2 separate regions of the Anser cygnoides genome follow, and region 1 is linked to region 2. The links are chromatin contacts, called in public Hi-C maps. All regions are on one chromosome and are shown on one strand. Each heading gives the region's core, a stretch centred on a gene start, on an enhancer-like site or on the middle of the called end of the contact. The rest is flanking DNA. Distances are from core to core; before and after follow the strand shown. Region 1 holds the start of LEPROT (leptin receptor overlapping transcript). Region 2 holds the start of PGM1 (phosphoglucomutase 1).

Region 1 (6,791 bases), core at 596-3,095, 540 kb before region 2:
CTATTGTCGGGTCCACAACCGAACAAAAACGTAGCGTTGGGAAATTGTGCGTTAAAAATAAATTAAAGCTAAGCAGACAAAGCTTTAGGCAAAACTGAAAGACCAAAGGGGAAAAAAAAATACAAACACAAGAATCTCATTAGGCAGTTTGGGAGACAGGACAAAAGAGTTCTTTGCCTTGGAAATAAAAGTGACAAAAATCTCACCACTGAAGAGCAGTTCATAAAGCAAAGCAAAGTTAACAGAATTTCCTCAGACTTTGAGAGGACAAAGCATGAGCTTGAGAAATGCTCTGAAAACCAGGAGGGCAGTTCTGGCAGTCTGGCCTTTTATCTTTTAACTGATAATGTGCTCCAGTCACCAAGTTTTCAGCATCCTACATGGACAAAGCAGACATTCTGAGATAAAAATAAGAAAGGTGGTGTAAGAAGCACTGGAAAAGCTGATGACAGAGAAAGGCATGAGATGAAGGAGGAGGCAATATCTTGTAGTGGACCACAGCAAAGCTAGAAGAAAACATCTAAAAACTTTTTAGTCATGTAAGTCATTTGTTCAGGTCACAAAGCTGCACAGACACGAGTTTCAGCAGTGACAGTTTTCATCAAAATCTAGAAATATCGCAATCAAGAAATTATTGAAAGGATTTACCAACACAAGTGGCTCACCTGGCTTAGGAAGAAACAAGGGCACACTTAAAGGTTATACTCAGTAACTGGTTTCTTATAAGATAACTAGCCGAACTCACCGCTTCGACCCGTGCCAGGATTATGGGAAACCCAAAGGCGGAGACCACAATCCCAGTGGTGAAGAAATACGCCAGCTCCCTGCAGGCGCTGCTGGCCGCGTCGCTGTCGTCACTCACTCTCTTTGCGATGAAGTGGGGAATGGGGCAGATGAAGTAAAATATTAAGACAAACATCGGCCAGTACACGCTGGGGAGAGAAAAAAAAAAAAAAAGATACATTGTCAGATTAGACGCGCGCTTTAACGGGAAGTAAGTTCTGTTTAGAAAAAAGCGATTGCACAGGCTGCTGCCCTACTTTGTGGTTGGAAAACTGGGTTTTAAAAAAGTGATTTAAGCAGAAGCTTTTGCCAGAAAGGGCCCCCCTCCACCCCCCTGCCCTGCCTGGCAGGATCAGTGCTCCCACGGCCTCACACGGGGCAGGGGCCTCCCTGGCACGCCCTAAAACTCGCTTACTTCTGTTTGCATCACCTCGCTGACTCAACTCGCGCCGCCACCTCACGGAAACCGCAGTCCCAGAGGAGACGCAGGAGGACGGGACGCGGAAGGACGGGAAGCAGCGGAAGCTTTCCCAAATCTGAGGGATTTCAGCCCAAAACCGAGCCAGCCACGAAGGCACGCCCTGGGTGGGACACGCGCCCCGTGAGCGCTCCCACTGGCTCCAGCTGGGCTGTGAGAAGCCCCGAGGGGGGGGGTGTTTAAATAATAATAATAATAATGATAATAATAAGGCGTGAGGGAAGGAGGAGCGGCTCACCCGTAGTACTCCAGGGCGCAGCCCAGCATGAGGAAGGTCAGCCCGATGGCTCCGCTGAACGACAGCCCCACGAGAGCTGCAAGGGGACAAGGCGGCGGTTGGTTACCGTTGGTGACCGTCGGTGACCGGGAGCGGGGCCGCGCCGCTCCCTCAGGGGTGCTGGGGGGGTGAGGGGGAGGGGGGGGCCGGTACCTTTGATGCCCGCCATGTTCCCGGCCGGCGCCCAGCTCCGCGGCCCCGCTGAGGTGGCGCCCGCCGCTTCCGCCTGCCGCCACTCCGCCCCGCCCGTCCCCAGCACGTCAGCGGCCGCCTTAAAGGGCCGGAAGCGGCCCGGAGGAGATCCCCGCGCTACGCCGGCCCGGCTCGGGAAAGGGGCTGCGGGCCCTTTAAGGGGCGGGAGGCGGGAAGGGGCGGGCCGCGAGCCGGCCGTCGCCATGGTAACGGGGCGGTGCTGCGCCAGCTCCTGTCAGGCGCTGAGGCGGCTGAGGGGAGCCCAGGCACCGCTCAAGTACACAAGCACAGCTTCACACAGCCCCCTCCAAAACCTGTTGTCTTGCCCCAAACAGCCCAGCTACCTGCTTGTCTCCTTGTGCCTCCCCCAGCAGCACCCACCCGTGACAGGAGGCCCCAGCTCACCCCCAGTTCCGCCACGACGGGCACGTCGCTTTTAGGGCAGGCTTCTTCAAGTATTAATGGTTTTGGCTCCTCATCATACAAAGGTGAAGCTTTGGCACAAAAGCCACCTTTTTGAAGTAACAATTTTTGCAAAGCCCTTACAACCCGCCTCCCAAGTGAGATTTTCTTCAGATAGCCCCCATCTTGGGCTATGACCTCTCACTCCATGTTTGGTCTGATACAGACAAGTTATTTCAAAAAAAAATAAAACCCAGGAAATTTAATACAAGTTTACATCTTGGTACAGCTACTGCTACCATTTGGGACCTGCAATATACTCAGATTTTTTGCTTATCCAGCACTTACAGAGAAGGTACCCTGAACTGTGTTGAAAGCAAGAAGGCAGAATTCCCCCCCTCCAAGCACAAAACATACCAGAATGCTAATTTGAGCTTTTAATGTATATACAAATGTTTTAGACCAGTCACAATTTCATTGAGTATATACTGTATTTACAAAAATTACAATAATTTAGTCAAACAGTAAACCTGAACATTGATAACCTCTGTCACTACCAGATATGACAAGAATTTTTTTTTAGTTAATTATCTTGATATACATACGTCCTAATACTTTCATGCATCCATAAAAACATTAGGGATGAAGTAATCAAAGTTTAAGTGGGGTAAGGTTTCTTTTGGTAGATAAAGTTTAATGATGGATTTGGATCTTGTGAACATGAATATCCAGAGTTTTTTGCCATGACAAACTTGATACAAAGCTAATGTAGTTTTCATTATTAAAAAAGTACATTATAGTAATGAGATCCTTTTTATTATATAGGCATAGGTCACAATATCTACAAATGTGAATGAGAAACAAACCAACAAATCACAGGAACATAATTCACATTCCAGATATCTCTTTAAATAAGACAAGCACATACTGGATCAAAACATTAATAAATAACATCCAGTTTGTTACTATTATCTTAAGGTCCTTTATATAAAAGGAGACCTATGTGTTGGTTTCACATTTTCAATTACTGGTAGTAAATAATGGACCGATACAACAAAAGGATGACTTTTATACAGAAAGCAATGTACTTTGACACACTGTCTTTGCAGTAAAAGTTTTGCCACTTGAAAATTTAAGTGCAACAACAAGTGGATTGTCTTTAAAAACTACCAGCTTTAAAGACTCGAATCAGATGGCAACCTGTTCCTCAAGCAGTAAATACAAATGATTTCCTGCCTATCTTCAATATACCTGCCTTCTCAAAGCTCAAATACAGATACGATTTGTTGGTAAATGAACTGCTAGCTTTAGCGATTCTATAAAAGGATAAAGTCAGATTTGGGGTGAGGAGCATAATTTCGTTTTTAACTAGGAAAGATGCTTCAGCAAAGATATTTCACTGTGATATTATTGCTTTGGTCCAAAACAAACTTCTAAGATAATCAATTTGCATTGTATTTACCTCAAAAATCAGACCTGGCCCACAGATGTCTACATGACAGCTTGTACACCGTGGTCTGAAAGTGAAATTGCAATGGGTTGCATTCTGCCAAGAGCCTTTGCCACATGTTCTGGAGCTGATAAAGGCATAGAGGTGATGCAAGTGGGCTGGAAAAAGTCTTCTGAATGCTCAGGAGGGGAAGTGTTACCTATAGTCTAGGAAGTTTCTAAAACTTCTCAGCAGAGTTTTAGCTTGTTGACATTTATTTTGTTTGATGCTTTCAACCTACTGATGAGAACTTCATGGGAAGTACAGTGCTCATTCTTCCCTTTTTACAACTGTGTTACCACCCTTCCTCCCAGCTCATTATTCCCCCAGAACTGCTGTTTAACAAGCCAACAAGGTGCAGTTTAACATCAATTACTTGTTCTTTGCTTTAAAGACACTTGGCTCCATGATGCTGAGGAATTTGTTCAATACATTTCACTGCTGGACTGTGAGGTGAAGTACAGTATTAATGCGTAAAGCAGCAGTAAGCTGCCACACTGATCAACCCAGGCTTCGGCTTTGTCTCTACTCAGACATACTATACTACATGAGCAATTAAGCAGCAAATGGTGACTGTTAGAAATGTGCCTATAATGAGCACTTAAATTTGATAAAGGTTGATTCAAACCTAGGAAGAAAGTACATCCAAGTCTGGGCTTCACCACCAGTTATAGAACTCAAGTGAAGTGTTGCCATATCACATTTTGCACACAGAAAAAAAGTAGGAAATTCACCAGATACACTGCGTCAGAGACAGAACAATTCCACCTTTTCCCAGAATGTGTTCTCTCTCACCCCACTAGAATCCAAAGGGGAAAAAAAAAGTTACAAGTAACTGTAGCCCCTTGGCTCCCATATGGCAAGCCAGGTGGCTAGAGTTCCTTTGAGCTCAGGATTCCTGAAACAAGTATAAGGAAACCTTTCTCTTGTTCTTCATGATAAGTATTAGGCTCTTAGTTTTCTGAAACTTCTGAATTTCCAGCCAGAGTTTGGTTGATCTGTGACATTTGTGACAAGAGACTATACAAGCACTAGCACAGGTCTGTAGTGGAGACTGAGAAAGTATCTAATACAAGGGTTTTTGTCCTTGGTTTTCAAATTCTGACCAGGCATCATTTAGCTCCATAAATATCATCTTTGCATATTGTTCATATGGCTGCCCAGTGGCCTAGAATAAAAACAGAAACAGAGATATCACATTTACCAAGTGAAACTACCAGAAGCAGACCTCTGTGCAGTTAGATTCTCAAGCAGTTATCGTTCACTTTCCATAAATTGTTTTCATTTTTTTCTTTGACAAGAAAAAACTACAGCTGAGGGCTGCTTACCTTGTTCATAGCTGAGAAGTTTCTTAGCTCTCCAGCTCTTTTGCTCCTCAGAGCTGATAGCCCCCCAGATGTGATAGAGTAAAGCAATGCAGTCCCAAGAGGGGTAAAAAACTTTAAGCTTTGCAAGAGTCACTTTACCTTCACTGAAGGGGGAGAGCTACCAGTTGACACAGTTCCTTCATAAAAGCAGTAGCCCCGCAATCCTCTCTGCAGCCTGCATCTTCTCAAGCCTTGACACCCACTGCACTGAAAACCTCAGAGCCTCCATTTCCTTCAAGGTGGAAGCCTCACCACCAGACGGTTTCCTAGATTGTGTCACTGCATGCAGGCTGCTAAGTGTAAGCAGCAAGACCAGAAGCCACAAGTCTGATAATCAGAACCTGATTCTTCCGTTTTAGAAGTTCAACTGTAGGACCCACCCCTGCCTTTCATACGCCTTCACCACAGCCCCGTCTCCTCTAGCAGGCACAATATTCTGGACTGTCATTCACCAGAAACGCAGCTTAGAGTCAAAGTGAGGGCGAGAATCTCTTGCTCAGAGTGGCTTGTACCAAGCACAGACCTGGGACCGGACACGGTTGCAGTTCTCACCTTTAAATCTTGAAAAAATCTTGAACGAGAATGTTTCTACAAACTTGTTTGTACCAATTAATTATTCAACCACATTTAACACTTCATAATTAACCTTGTTTTTTTGAGGACAGTAACAATTTCTGATCAGTGTGAACTAGGAAAATCTTACCTTGTCGGGATGAACGACAAGCACTGCCCGCCGGTAGACCTTCTTCACTTGCTCTGGCGTTACAAGATCTGCCATACTCACAGGCTTCCACTTGGTTTCCCCTGCCCACAAGACAGTGTGCATTGTGGACAGCAGCGCTCGTATATTTCTCTCCTTCCCTTCAATCCATTCCAGGACCTGAAGAGAAGAACACGAATCTCAATTTACGCCTTACGTTAGATATTCCAGTAGGAAAAGGTTTCTGCATTTGAAAAGCAATGACTCCAAGGAGCATCTTGTATTTCTTCCTAAGCTTTGAAAGCCTTTGGGAGATATTTGTTGAAGATATCCGTCAATCTGTTCTTTAATTTTCATATCACCACTTGAAAGCTGAGACACACCCAGAGCAACACCCCTGCCAAAATTACTGAGGTGGTCCACTGCTAAGAACACTTCTGAACAATCATTAGATGGAATAGTCAAAAGTAAATGAAATGTTTAACTGTGTGGCTCTTCGGCAAGCTTAACTGCATACTTAAAAATAAGCTTGACTGGAACTCTGCTGTGGATACACATCTTTAGAAGACTTCACTCTAGACGTGCACAAAAGACTCATGCTGAAAACTGGCTTCATTGCAAATCCTTTCAAACTCTAAGTCAGAAGCCTCAAATTCTGTCCATGTGCCTATTTTTTTATTAATCTGCAATCCAGCAGTCAAATAAAGCCCTTCCCTACATGATGTAGTCCCCCTTAGTGGTTGCCATTTTAGCCCACAGTCACAGAAAGGGAGGAGGACAGGGATGCAAACACGAAAACCAAAGTGTAAATAGATTCTGAGGCTTAAGAAGTGATTCCATGAATCAAAATGCATCAGAGCAAAGTGAACGGTATTGGGAATGGAGAATCATGCTTCAGTAATTCTGCGGTTTGCTGAGGGGAAAACGTTGCAGACATTAAGCGGTACCACATGAATAGCTGAAGTTGTACAGCTCATGAATTGAGAGAAGTGTGCCCAGCTGATGGCTTGACTGCTGTCCAGCTCAGTTACAAGTGGCTGATGGTAGCGTCCAGCACGGTTGCTGGCACACACTTTCCAAATGTTAAAGACTTTCCAAAAGGT
Region 2 (7,133 bases), core at 1,406-3,905:
CATGAACCGTACTCCTGTTTCTCCTGTGGCTTTGAGAGGACCACTCAGCCAGATCTTAAAGGCCGAGGATTTTAAAGTAGTGACCCCTTCACCTCTTACTCCCTAGGACCAGAAATACGGCTCTCCAGCACTGCTTTGGCACAGGAGGTGGGCTGGCCGCTGTTAGACAAGTGAGTGCATCCTGGTACGACATACCTTGGTGATCAAAACAAGCAGAAAGGTTACGTTAGAAAGGCCCGTAGCCCAAACTTGGCTTTATTATATCTTTACTCCCTACTACTTGTTTTTCAGTTTTACCACGTTCTTAGTATCCAGTGGACCTATACAGTGGATCCCCTTGCATGCACTGTAATAATCACTTCCCTACAGACAAAACAGCACTCGTGCTTTGGGTGTCCAGTTTTCCTCTATATTATTTAGTATTTCTCACCATGAGATTACGGAGCCTTCCTCTGAGACCTGGCTGCTGGAATCAGGAGACCCCCGCAGGCCCCAGCGCTCAGGCCAAAACAGTTTCCAGGAACCTGCTGCCATGTGTTTGCAGCACGCTTTCTTACACATTAACCGAAGGAGGTCACCCTTCTCTCTGAAGGGTGGGTGACCTCCAGTTACTTCACATCCATTACGAAGAAACAGGATTTTCATAGCTACCACGGTGCAGTTGAGTAAGAGCCTACCAGAGAACTAGCACTTGCGATTACAGAGAAAAACCATGAAGCAAGCATCCCCTAACCACTCCAAAACACAAAAGCAAATGCATAGAAATTCATTAAAAACAAGCATTATGCATTGAATAAAGACACTTTCTATCTTCAGTTACCTCATTTCTTGGGACCTGATGGTTTTGCCACACTCGAGTATTGCATTGCCAAACTTCGTTTAAGCCTGTGCAATTCAAACTTAGCCAGCAATTGTCACAGAATCACTGGATTGTCACAGGATTGTATCAAGCTTTCAATATCCCTGCACTCTGCAGGGCACTTCACCGTGCCTCCTTCTGGTTCCTTACTCAGATTTATATCTGCTCTTCAGTTATTAAAGGATTTGAGGGGTAGTTTTCTCATTTCTTTAATGAACCTTTGAGGTCTTTTTCCCCCTCTTTTTTTTAAAATAGGATACTGAAATCTATGATTTTGCAGCACTTCTGACCTGCCAGTCCTCCTCATATTTTCCAGGGTGGCTGGGGAGGGGGGAGTTTATTTCATGGCTCCCTCCAGCACTCCAGAAAGCCCGCACCACTGTCTCTATTCTGCTACAACAAGGGCATAAAGAACCCTGCAAGCAGATGAAGCAGATGACTGGCAGAGCTGTCATATCACTTAATTTTTGCTTGAAGAAGTCTAACATTTTGTCTCAGGCCACGGCCGTTTCCTTGCTTTATAAATTAACGATTCAGAACGAAAAGCTTTTAAAGTAAAACTTCCCACTTCGTATAGCAGTGTCGTGCCTCTTAACCCACTTATTCACCCACCTGCTTTCTCCTCCCGTTTCCTCTTGCCTTTCCAGAACATTTCTCTTTCTTCAGAGCCAATTCTGCCCTAGCGCTTGGAAGCAACTTGGACAAAACGCCGCAGGCCAAATGCCCGCTGGTGAGCGGACCCCTGGGCGCTGCACGGCCACAAGCACAGGGCTCGAGCCCCTCCTGAGGGGTCCCCAGCTCAGCCACAGCCTTCGGCGCCTTGCTCGCTGTGGGGCTGAGGCGAGGTGCAGGAGGGGAGCTCCTCAGGCCCTGGCGGGCCACCATGTCCCACGACACCCGCACCAACCGGGGCTGAAGCCCCACGTCCCCCAGCCTGCTCGGTCACTGGGACCCAAGGTGCTGTCAGCGCACATTTCAGCCCCAACTCTCCTCAGAGCTGATAAATAAACCAGCGCCGGCCGCTTTTCTGCCAGGGAAGGCTGCATCGACCGTGTGTGCTGGTGCTGTCAGGGGGCGCGGGCTGACGGCTGGGCACCCACCCCGGGGCACAGAAGGCACATTTCTGCACGGCTCCAAAAGGCACTCATCCACTTCCTTATTCCGTCAGAAAGCAGCGAGCTCAAATTTTTGCCCCCAGGTGGCCTAGCCGCGCTTTTGCCCCCTTAGCTTTTACAGACACCGAGGCGCCCGATTTCTGCCGGCGCAGCAGGCTCCCCCCCAGCGCCTGACGCTGCCCCCCGGCATCCTCAGCTCCGCTTTTCTGGAGGAGGCCGGATGGCAGAGGAAGCCTCCCTCCTCCTCCTCCTCCTCGTCCCTCCCGGGCTCGGCCCCGAGCCGCACGTACCCCGTTGGCGGCGGCGATGCGGACGATGAGCCGGATGGCGTCCCGCATGTAGTAGCGGCCGTCCCCCCCCACCACCAGCGTGGCCTCCTGGCGCTCGGCCGGCGGCAGGGTGGCCAGCACGCTCTGGATGAAGTTCTCGGCGTAGTGGGCATTGCTCTGGAAGACGGAGACCCGCTTGCGGAGCCCGCTGGTGCCGGGCTTCTGGTCGCCGTACGCCTTGGTCTTCACCGTCACGATGCGCACCATGGCCGGCAGCCGCTGGCAGTTCCGGGCCGGCCGCGGGGGGAGCGGGCTGGGCTCGGCACGGCTCGGCTCGGCACGGCCCCGCTCCACGCCCCTTAAAGGCGCAGCCGGGCTGGGCTGGTACTCTTCGGCCCCTTTCGGCTTCCTTCAGCACGGGTCAGGCCCGCGCAGCCCGGCCCGCCGCTCTGAGGCCGCCCCCGGGGGTGGTGAGGGAGGCCCGGGCGGCCAGGCCGCCGCCTCCTGTCACGGCTCCGCGGTGTCACGGCTCCGCGGTGTCACGGCTCTCGCCACTTTTTGCCTCCCCTTGCCTCCCCCCCGAGGAGGGCAGCCGGTAGCTGAGTCCTTGTGATCGGCCTCAGGTGGTGGCCAGAAGGGTTTTATGGTGCCTGGGATTGGAGCAAAGGGGAGAACACCCAGCGGATACGGCTGAGGTCTCGCTTCTGATCTCCTGGGCAAGAAGGGTGGAAACTGCCTCGGAGCAGAGAACTTGCCTATGTTCCCCCTCAAAAAGCCAGATAATGAAATTTCTTAACAGCGAGATCAGGACAGCAACGCGGTTCCATGCCCTGCTGCTGTGTCATGTTTCACTACACCTTAACTGCAGCGAAATCAAGTCCTTCCACACGCAGTGAGCTCTCAGCCAAGAACGTCTCTCAGTTTTAAGCATTCCTGTCCTGAAACGCAGGAGGAACAGCAGATCGATTCCTGCTGCGTCTACTGAGACTGATGTCATAAACAGAAGAAGGGCAAAATACGGCAGAGCTCATTTTTTACCGTGCCTCATAATTTCCCTGTTCCTTCTCCGAGATGCAACTGGGAACTTGTGATGTAGCCACACGTTGCCTGAGGCAGCATTTACAGAGCTCTGTGTTGTTGGCTGGAAGTTACCAAAAATATGTGGAGTCTCTTAACACTTCTTCCAGACAGTTCTGGAAATGAAATGATATCTGCTGTACTTGCTAGGGGGGGGAAAGAAGAAGAAGAAAAAAAAAAGAACGATCACCAGTAGACCTCCTTGAGCACCAGTTGCTGGAGCGCATAAATCACAGCCAGCCTCTAGCAGCACTCTCATTTTGTAACTGACATTTACTTTCCCAGTGTACGATTACAGCAGAGGAACACCAGAGTACAGGAGTTGCTGGCAGATAAATATAGCTTTTCAGGACTTCTTGCTGCCCTTGCAGATGAGGTCACATACATTTAATGGCTATTTTAAACTCAAGCACTTTTTAAGCATCCAGTGACCAGGGTCATCATTTTTTACATTAACAGACATTTAAAGGAACTAGAAAAACATAACAGCCTGGATATTTTTAGTACCTCGAAGTTGTTTCTCATTTCTATTGCAGCCTATATTAGTGGACTTTAGCCTCCTTGCTTCAGTTACCTTTGAAATAATTAATTGCAGTTAACAGTCAGGAGCACAAAATAAAATTGCCTTCCTCAATGAATGTTATTTCCTTATCACATGTGAAAAGCCAGACTTTATTTTATATGAAAGAATATAAAAACAGTTGGTAATCATTTAGAAAAAAAGTAAGGTAAGTATTATTAAGTTACAAAAATAAAAGAAAATAATATCAAAAAAAAGAAAAAAATCAAATCCTTTACCAGGTGATTAAAGAACCCCACCCCTTTATATTTCTCACATAAAAATCACAGGAGTGTTGAATCAGGAATCCATCAGACCAATTTAACGAAAGTTTTTTCTTAGTGAAGCAGTTCCGGCATGTGATGGAACTACCTTACGTATTACAGAAAATAAGGGCATACTTAGGGAAACTAGCCCTTATAAAGCACAATTATGTTGCAACTGTCAGCTATATTACTGAACAGTACTTACTTTTATTGTCTCTCAACGTTTTCATGCCAATGTATTTCATTAGGCAGTATGTGAATATTCTACTCTGTCAAAGGATTTTACATACTTACGGTTATTCCATCCCTATGCTATTGCTATTCATGTTTCTTAAAAGCCATTAGCAAAAGTGGGATTCCAGAAATAAATAAGTACTTATGTGATTCACTGGCTTTAACAAATGAAACTCTGAGAAGCAGCCAGCTTTGGAGAAGGACAAGACTAGAAATGGTCCAGCAGAAGCTGCCAAAAAAAAAATAAATCGTGGCTTAGTTTGAACACTGCCAAGAAACAGCTCTCTAACTAGAATGTTTAACGTAAAAGGGAATGTACACAATTGTAAAGCCATTCTTCCTGCTCGTTCAGCGGCATCACATGCTGAGAAACCTGCATACAAGAGAGAAAACATAGGTGAAACTGATGTTTATTGAAGAATTGTGTGTATGATACCTAAAATATTATGTAAGCAAAATTAAGTGTTTCAGAACTTATATCACAAACATTAAATGACACACATTCAGCATCTCTAATGAGATCTTAGTATTTAATTTAATTGCATGACAGCAAAAAATCCACAAGGGATGCTGAGCCTACAATTTGTACTGAATGAAGCAGAAATTAAAATTAATAAAACACCTTACAGGAGCAGGCTATAGATATCTAAATTGTCAGTAGCAATATTAAAATAGGCCTATACCCTGCCAGTGTCTTGGGACTGATTAAAGTGGATCTGAATGCATCCACACTAGAAAGCTGTGAAACATAAAATCGTTTGGATGCCTCTTCACTGAAAGAAAGAGACCGTAGCTTTAGAATAATAAAAACTGGATTTTCTTCATAAATGAATAAAGAAAAATATCACCATATTTTTGCCTCTGACTAGCACATTCTTGGTGTGCTTCTCAAAGCCATCTATATATCTGATTAAAATTGGTTAAGGAAAAAAAAACACAGCCTTAGAAAAATAATATTAAAAAGTATCAGTAAGTGGCACATGTGCCTGTTTCAGTTCAATACATGTATGAAAAACTGAACAGCTGCATACAGCAATCTGCGCTGGGAAACATGGATACATCAAACATGCCTGCAGCTCTGCAATATCAAGAGCTGTATCTGATCTGTACTGGTGGTGAAAACAGACTTCTCCACTATCCACATGCTCTTTATCATGACAAAAGACTTGCAAAAGGAAACTGCAAAGATGTCACATGATTTTTGCTTTTTGCTCAGATTTTGAATTGGCTAAACTAGAAAAATCTTACCGTCATGGATTTTGGTGCCACTTCCACAGCAAAAACGGTAAGTCCCCTGTTACTTAGGCAGTTCTTACTCTGCTCATTGTTGACATGAATTATCACTTTGTTTTCAGACTGCAAATGAAAAAACATGAAGAAGCTCATTAGCCTTAAAGGTTAAGTGGCTGCTCTTTATGTAACAATCACACAATCCTCTTACTTCCTCAACGATGCTATTTTTACAGGGTACGAGGACTTTCAGGATGTTGATGGCTATTCTCTCCGAAGAGTAAAAATTTCAAATGTACCTTAGCATCATCAGAGCCCAAATCCATTCTCAAAAGTCACTTAAGGCTGATTGAATTAACTTCAGCACTTTTGAAGGTGCAACTTGGGAGCACAGTTAAGTGAGACAACTATTTGCCACACAGTGTTACAGATGCTAAAACTTTACATAGTTTCAAAAGGTGACTGGACAAATTCTTACTAAAAATAAATAAATAAATAAAAATAATAATAAAAAAATACGTGGAGGGTTTTTAAGCACAAAGAACACATTTCTGTCCCAAGTAGTCCTTGAGTTGCAGATCACTAGTGGCTAGGACTGTGATCTGGAGAAGTGTCGCTAGATGTTTACCCAGTTTTTGTACTTGCAATATCCCCTGCAGGACATTTTTGGAGACAGGGCACTGACTTAAAATAATCTTTATCTGATATTGTATAGCCATTCTACTTTTCAAAAATCCTAACCCTCCAGCAAAAGGCCATTTCCTCAGGAGCTCATATTATACGTTCTCAAATTCTCACCAACCATGTAGGCATTCAGTGGAGACTAGGCTCCTAACAAGTGACGTGAAATGCCCAACGTAAGGAGTATTCATATTCCTTCATATTTCACCTCCTTTCATAAATAAATGACCACTTGGACTGTCACAAATCAAAGACACCACACACAGGTATTTGTAAGAGATGCTCGTCAAGATGTGACCCATCACAATCTGCTGCTCATGGTTTGTTCCAAACTCTCCCTTGAGAAAAGCAGCTAACCTTAGCAGAGATTTTAAAAAATATCTGACTAAATAAATATAAGTACAGCCACTCAAAGAACAGACACTCTTACTAGAGGTGTGCAAATGCTTCCCAGAAGGATCCAATATATAAAAAACTGAAAGCTGAGGTAATGGAAAATTCCTTAACCACCAGTTTACCCCAGGCAATATGCAGACTCGAGGCCTAAGGACATGCTACTATAGCCTGTATAGTACATTTTCTTAATTTAATTACAGAATAACAAAGACACAATTATTTCCATTGAAATCACCAGCACAATAACTGAAGACATGATCAGACTGCTTACACTGTGGAAAGCTTAGAAGGCAGATAAATAAAACTGCATTTTTATTATTTCTTTCCAGACGTTTACAATACAAAAAGTCTCCAGCCAACTAATTCTCTGATGAGATTTGCTTCAATGCAGAGCAGAGCTATTTATGAAATGGTGTAAATGGTAACGGTCAGTGATTTTAACCAGAC

The links. A called contact is a pair of places that touch in the nucleus more often than the background predicts.
Region 1: a Hi-C map of liver shows a contact between it and region 2, with 2.3 times the contacts expected there. The contact joins the promoter of LEPROT here to the promoter of PGM1 in region 2. A contact is called at or near these places in 2 of 7 Hi-C or Micro-C datasets (both in liver).

Annotation. Positions count from the first base shown.
Region 1 is chr8:31,775,916-31,782,706 of Taihu_goose_T2T_genome, reverse strand. It overlaps LEPROT (leptin receptor overlapping transcript), which reads right to left and starts at 1,845. Exons shown (of 4, transcript XM_048062160.2): 1 at 1,692-1,845; 2 at 1,500-1,575; 3 at 746-932. The coding sequence starts at 1,707. DNAJC6 (DnaJ heat shock protein family (Hsp40) member C6) reads right to left here. Exons shown (of 19, transcript XM_067001264.1): 18 at 5,692-5,868; 19 at 2,557-4,789. The coding sequence ends at 4,688.
Region 2 is chr8:31,239,664-31,246,796 of Taihu_goose_T2T_genome, reverse strand. It overlaps PGM1 (phosphoglucomutase 1), which reads right to left and starts at 2,655. Exons shown (of 11, transcript XM_013176136.3): 1 at 2,265-2,655. The coding sequence starts at 2,510. EFCAB7 (EF-hand calcium binding domain 7) reads right to left here. Exons shown (of 14, transcript XM_013176195.3): 13 at 5,628-5,735; 14 at 2,818-4,752. The coding sequence ends at 4,678.